Linked DNA regions of Sus scrofa: region 1 is linked to region 2. Evidence: chromatin contacts called from public Hi-C data. All regions are on one chromosome and are shown on one strand. The core of a region is the stretch at or near the end of the contact, and the rest is flanking DNA. Distances in the headings are between cores, read along the strand shown. Region 1 holds the start of STK38L (serine/threonine-protein kinase 38-like). Region 2 holds the start of PPFIBP1 (liprin-beta-1).

Region 1 (2,714 bases), core at 12-2,511, 350 kb before region 2:
GCTATAGGATACTCCATAAACTGTTTCCAATCCTACCACACTTGAATTAGTATGTATGCACTAGAGGGAGAATGGGGTGCAGGCATCTGTCAAGCATGTTTGATTATAATTAAACCTCTTATTTTCACGTATGTCAACTGTCATTTGTGTCTTAAAATGACCATATGATGTAGGAAGAACTGATTTCTTCAAGAACACACTAATTACCAGACAACATAGTGCTTTTTCCACTATCAAGGTATATATGAGAAAGCAGAGTGTAAAAAAAAGAAATGATATTATGATTCTTCTCTAAGTCTTTCACGTGCGTTGCCTACCCTCATCAAAACTAAAGATAATGGTTGGCATCTCTGAATTATATTTTCTGCAAGCACAATGCCAGCTTTGCATATTGTCTTAACAGTCTAAAAGTTAATGGTATTTTATAAAATCTCTAATATTCAGATAGAAGATAAATTTTTCAATGATAATTAGGAATGAGTCTCTTCATTGGCTTGTCCAGTAAGTTTTCTCCCTAAGCTCAAATGCATCATCCTCCCAAACATCTTTTCTGAGGCACACTACAGGATGGTGATTTTTCTCATAGTTTTCTTATCCTAAATAAGCAACCCAGTATTGTCAGTTATTTTAAGATTTTCCCCAAGCAAGATAACTCGAGCAAGTTTTTCATGTATGTCACAGAGTTTTTTGGCAGCTTTTCCAAATGCGAATCTCTCTCAAGTTGTTAGAGTCATGGTGAAATGGAAAAGGGTCAAGAAACCTGAGTGGCTTCTAGATCTCACAGCTACTAACTAGGCAGCTTGATCAGTCAGTCCAGTTTTGTTGACCACATTGTCCTACTCTGCAAAATGTTCCCCCAAATCACTAAAATTATCTCTAAGCCACTTTCCATCTCTATCATTCGCATTGCATAGTGAAGCATCAAGAAAAACTGTTGACATTTAGAATACGTGACTAATGTAGCAACACACAGGGCCACTCCCAAGAGTGGCCTGAACTAGCTCTGGGCAGAGTAGAGGGAAGTGAGATGAGGCTGATGAGAGGAATCGGTGACCATTCAAACAACTCCACCGCCAGGCGCAGGTGGATGGGGTGGGGCGGGGGGCGGTGTTGACGACAGAAGACTACTTCCGGCTGTGGTGCGTATGACGTCAGGACCGATTCGGACCGGCCCAGCCACCAAGAAGCCGAGCAGGGAGGGCTCGCGAGAGTTCAAGGAGGCCACCCCGAGATTCCGGCGCGGCAGCGGCGGCGGGTCCCACCTCCTGGGGGCGGGGCGAGGGCGGAGCGGGCAGCAGGGAGCGGACGGCGCCGGGCCGGTTGCGGTCCGTGCGGAGGCTGAGCCGGCCGCGGGCGCGACCGGAGGCAGGTGAGTGTGGGGATGCGGCGCTTTGAGGCGGCAGGCGCTGGGGGGCTCGTCTCGCTGTGCCAGCCCCAACTCTGTGAGCGGAGCAGGAGATTTTATGTGTCTTTGGGTGTCCAGGGAAAGACGGGCTCATTTCGCGGCTGGAAATGCCTCCGGTGAAGCTCCAGCGACGGCCTTGGCCCTCTTGTTCCCTGGAGTGCTACTGGCCCCAGGTGTCCGGAGAGGTGGCCTTGATCCCAGGGAGGAATCTTTGTCCTTCCCTGCTCCTTTCCCCTTCCACGCCTCTGCCCCCGAGCACCCTGCTCCCCGTCCCTGCCTGGGCTTCGTAAACAATAACAAATGTCGCGGATCCTCTCCTGTATCCCCAGCTTTCCCGTCCCGTGCCTTCCAGCTGGTGCCACTGAGGGGAAGGATTCTGGGCATAGCTCTTAGATTGTGGGGGCTGTTTGTGTACCATTCCTAAAAACTGATGCGTCAGATTGCTAAACATTTCTCAGACACTGTAAAGCCGCCCAGCTCCCAGAAGCCACAGTGTTCAAAACCGGTCTCGGAATCTGCCACTGGAACCCTAGACCCTTCTTTTCAATATCGTTTTCTCCCAACCCTTTTTTTCACCTTTGCTATCGGGGACAAACGAGTGCTTGTTTGGTATGAGAAGAGGAAAGACTCTACCCGATTGAGTAGGAGACATTTCACCTTTAAAAAGTTGCCAGGTTGATAGCAAAAGAACAAAAGTTTATTTTCAAAAGCGGTGGCCTCCCGTTTACTGTTGCTACTTTTGTGGGGCCGCTTTTCTGGTCCTTAGTTTGGAAGAAAAGTATAAAAAGAAATAGGAGGGGGGCGGGAGAGCTGGTGGTGCTAGAAGTAGTGGATGTCCAAAGGGTGATGCTGCCGTTCCTCACTTGATAAAATGCAGAACCAAAGCTCTTGTCTATTTCATGAAACTTGTGATAAGTTTTGATAGAAGCCAGTTGCTCGGGAAAGGTGGCCGGAGTAATAGCTTTATTACTAACTACTAAAATCTGAGGAAACAACTTTTAAGCGTTTTACTTTATGTCTCCTAGCTGTAAGATGGGAGAGAGACCTTGTCTTTTGGGGGCTGTGAGTGGGGTGGGGGCTTAAGCTTGTTAGGTCTCCCTACTTTGAGGCAGGGTCTATTGTTGTTTAAGCTCAGTTTCCTTACGGAGGGAAGGTTTTTCAAAGTTCTTTGTCTCAATCGTAAATGCATATAGATACTGGCAACCTCTTTGTGTTTGGCCTTTCTTTGTATTGCCTCAGGATATATAAAACAATTAAGTTTATTATAGTCTCTACCCAGTAGCTGGGAGGTATTGTATGTGAATTAGCC
Region 2 (2,803 bases), core at 228-2,727:
TTGGAGGGAAATGGATTCAGAAATACAAGTCAGGAGCTTGGAATTTGTGTAGGTTTGACAAACAGCATCATGGTAAAAGAGCAGGTCTGTGAGCATTATCTGGGTCTTCAGATTTTTTTTTTTTTTTTTTTTTTTTTTAGCATGATAGTGTTGGAGTGAGTGTAGACTGTGGGCAATCACTACTTTAAAGAGAATAAATAGCTTCAGAGTCAAATGAACCTGGGTTTCAACCCCAGTCCTGGGTGTTCTGGAGCAATTTACTTACCTAAGCTTGCTGAGCCTTGGATTCCTTTAGGTTAAAATGAGGCTAATGACACTCACTTTACAGGATGGATGTGAAGATTGAAGTGAGACACAATGGTGGACTCTCTGCCTCCCTTCTACAATTTTTGGCAGGATGGTGAAATGTATGACGTGTCATCCATCAAAAAAACAAACAATAAAATCCAACAGGAAACCAATAATTCATTCATTGTAATTCCAGAAGATGATGGATAATATATCTATATATCATGTAAAGAGGGCCACTTTTCACCATTTAGTCCTGCCTTGCAAGCAGTTATTAGGCAAACTGAAAGACCCATTTCCTGGGAATCTTTCTGTTTTGTTGGCCGGGAGTATTATACTGCCTGATAGCTGTCAGCGTAAACGTTAGTTAATTCTTAATTGATTCCTCAGCCACTGCAATTGGTTCCATTCAACAGTAATTATTCTCCTGTGGCTTGCTGAACTCAATTGTGAGGTTCCCCCACCCCCATCCCCCTTCAATTGTGCATGGAAACAGCAGCCTTAAGATCTTTAAAAAGGTAAATAGTAATTGTTCTTCAGAGGTTCAATTTTATTTGCCTGGAAGCTCGTGTGCTGGGTTTCCATCGCTAAAAGCAAAAGCCGCCGCATGGTGGATAACACCCCCGGTTAACAACCCAGAGCTGGGTCGCGGTTTCTAGGATTCTCCTTCACATCTTCCCGAAGTGCTTTTGAAGTTCTAAATTTCCCGTCTAAGGGAACGCCCAGCCGTCCCAAGATAAAAGGGTTAGCAGAGGGAGCTGGCGTTTTCCTTTATTTGCCTGACTTCAAGCTAGCCATTTTCTGCTCCACGCGCCGCCGGACTCGGACTTGCCCGTGACACAGAGGCGACTGTTTTTCCTTCAAAAGGGGGCTTGGGTGGGTTAGTTTCGTTTCCGACCTGGGAGAGGGTAAATGCGCCAAGAAAAGTTTAAAACGCCACCCGCAAGGATCTTCCTCGTACCATTATTCTCCCTCCCTTAGAGATAGCAGGAAAGGCAGCATTTTTTTTCCATCAACACCCACTTCCAGCCCTTGCCGGGCTCAGCGAGGAATGTGTAAAATTAGTGGGCTCCTCTGACTGACAGCCCGCGGGCCCAATCAGCGCGAGCGGGGGCGCGCCAACGCCCCCCCGGCGTCCTCTCTTTGGCTAATTTCTGCGGGGAGGGAGGCGGGCGGGCGGGCGCGAGGGAGGGGAGGTACCTGGAACTGGGAGTGATGTCAGCTCCCAGCTCGGTGCCTGCCCGGATTCCTGACATGGTGTAGGGCCGAGAGGGTGGGGAAGGCGGGAGCCGGCCGGGAGAGGACTCGGAGTGGCCAGACTGCCGTGGGGGCAGAGGGCCGGCGCTTTGAACTCCGAGCGAAGGTGAACCAGAACTTTTGCAACTCGTGCGGGCGGCTCTCCTCCCCCAGGTAAGGGCGTTTGTCCTCTCTTGGGGACCGGCAAGCAGTGGCACCGTTGTGTGGTTGTAGCTGCTCCTCCTTTTCCCCACTCGATTTCCTTTTCCAGCTCACTCCTCTCTCCCAGCTCACTCCTCTCTCCCAGTGGGAACCCACACTTTTTGCGGGGTGCGGTAGGGCTTAACAACTGGGGCTCTCAACTAGTTTGTATGGGAAAAATACCTCCGGAATTCGACATGTAAAATCTTGACTGTGTCCTTAAACCCCCCACACCCTAGTCTTCTAATAATACTTGAGAACCCCGATCAGAGGAGTGGTGTGTGTGTGTGTGTGTGTGTGTGTGTGTGTGTGTGTGTGTGTGTGTGTGTGTAGGGGTGTTCTTTTAAAATGTCACTAAAAGTTTATGAAATATGGACTCAAACATTATGCTCTTTGAGAGAGGAGAAAAGTTTTGTATTTTTTTGGTTCTCCTGTGGCCTATTATGCGTTGCTTTAAATGAAAGACTGTCATTGTTATGTTTATATATTCTTACATAATAACATAAAAAATCCTTTTCCATAGTCAAGATTTGAGGAATTCATTTGGGGTGTGGGAAATTCATTGAGCCTGTGGGAAAACCGGTCTCTTGGGGGCACACTTCAACGCCAACTCGTTTTCATTCTTACATTTTAGCGGAGAATCCCATGGCTTGCCAACTTTGTGATCTGGAGGGGTTAGGAAGGCTGCCGAGAACCTTTGGATCTGTCTTCTGTGGATTGCTTGAGAGAAAGATGAGGGCTGGTAGTTGTTTTCATGGATCCTTTTTAGAGAAGGGAGTTTTTACAGGGAAATGTGGCAGAAGGCGTGGCATACAAACTCTTAATTATAGGAACATGAATTTTCCAACATGTGGGACCAAAACAAATCCTTCCTTTCAATAAGAAGTGCAGAGAGCAATAGATGAAGAACCTGATTGAGTGTCTAAGTTTGGTATTTAGGGAAAGCAATGGCCTGTCGAGAGCTAAAGGGTATTTTGACAAGTGGAAGTGTAGAATTCTGATTTTTGCTTATTTGTGGTTTCAAACCCTTTCTATTTCTTGCTTGGAGATTTTGTGTGCCCAGGTCCTACAGTTGTTT

What was found. Hi-C and Micro-C count contacts between places; a contact is called where the count stands out from the background.
Region 1: a contact with region 2 is called in a Hi-C map of embryonic fibroblasts, with 1.9 times the contacts expected there. The contact joins the promoter of STK38L here to the promoter of PPFIBP1 in region 2. A contact is called at or near these places in 2 of 47 Hi-C or Micro-C datasets (embryonic fibroblasts and heart right ventricle).

The regions. Positions count from the first base shown.
Region 1 is chr5:46,573,263-46,575,976 of Sscrofa11.1, reverse strand. It overlaps STK38L (serine/threonine-protein kinase 38-like), which reads left to right and starts at 1,261. Exons shown (of 15, transcript XM_021092164.1): 1 at 1,261-1,369.
Region 2 is chr5:46,221,568-46,224,370 of Sscrofa11.1, reverse strand. PPFIBP1 (liprin-beta-1) reads left to right here and starts at 1,477. Exons shown (of 28, transcript XM_021092144.1): 1 at 1,477-1,698.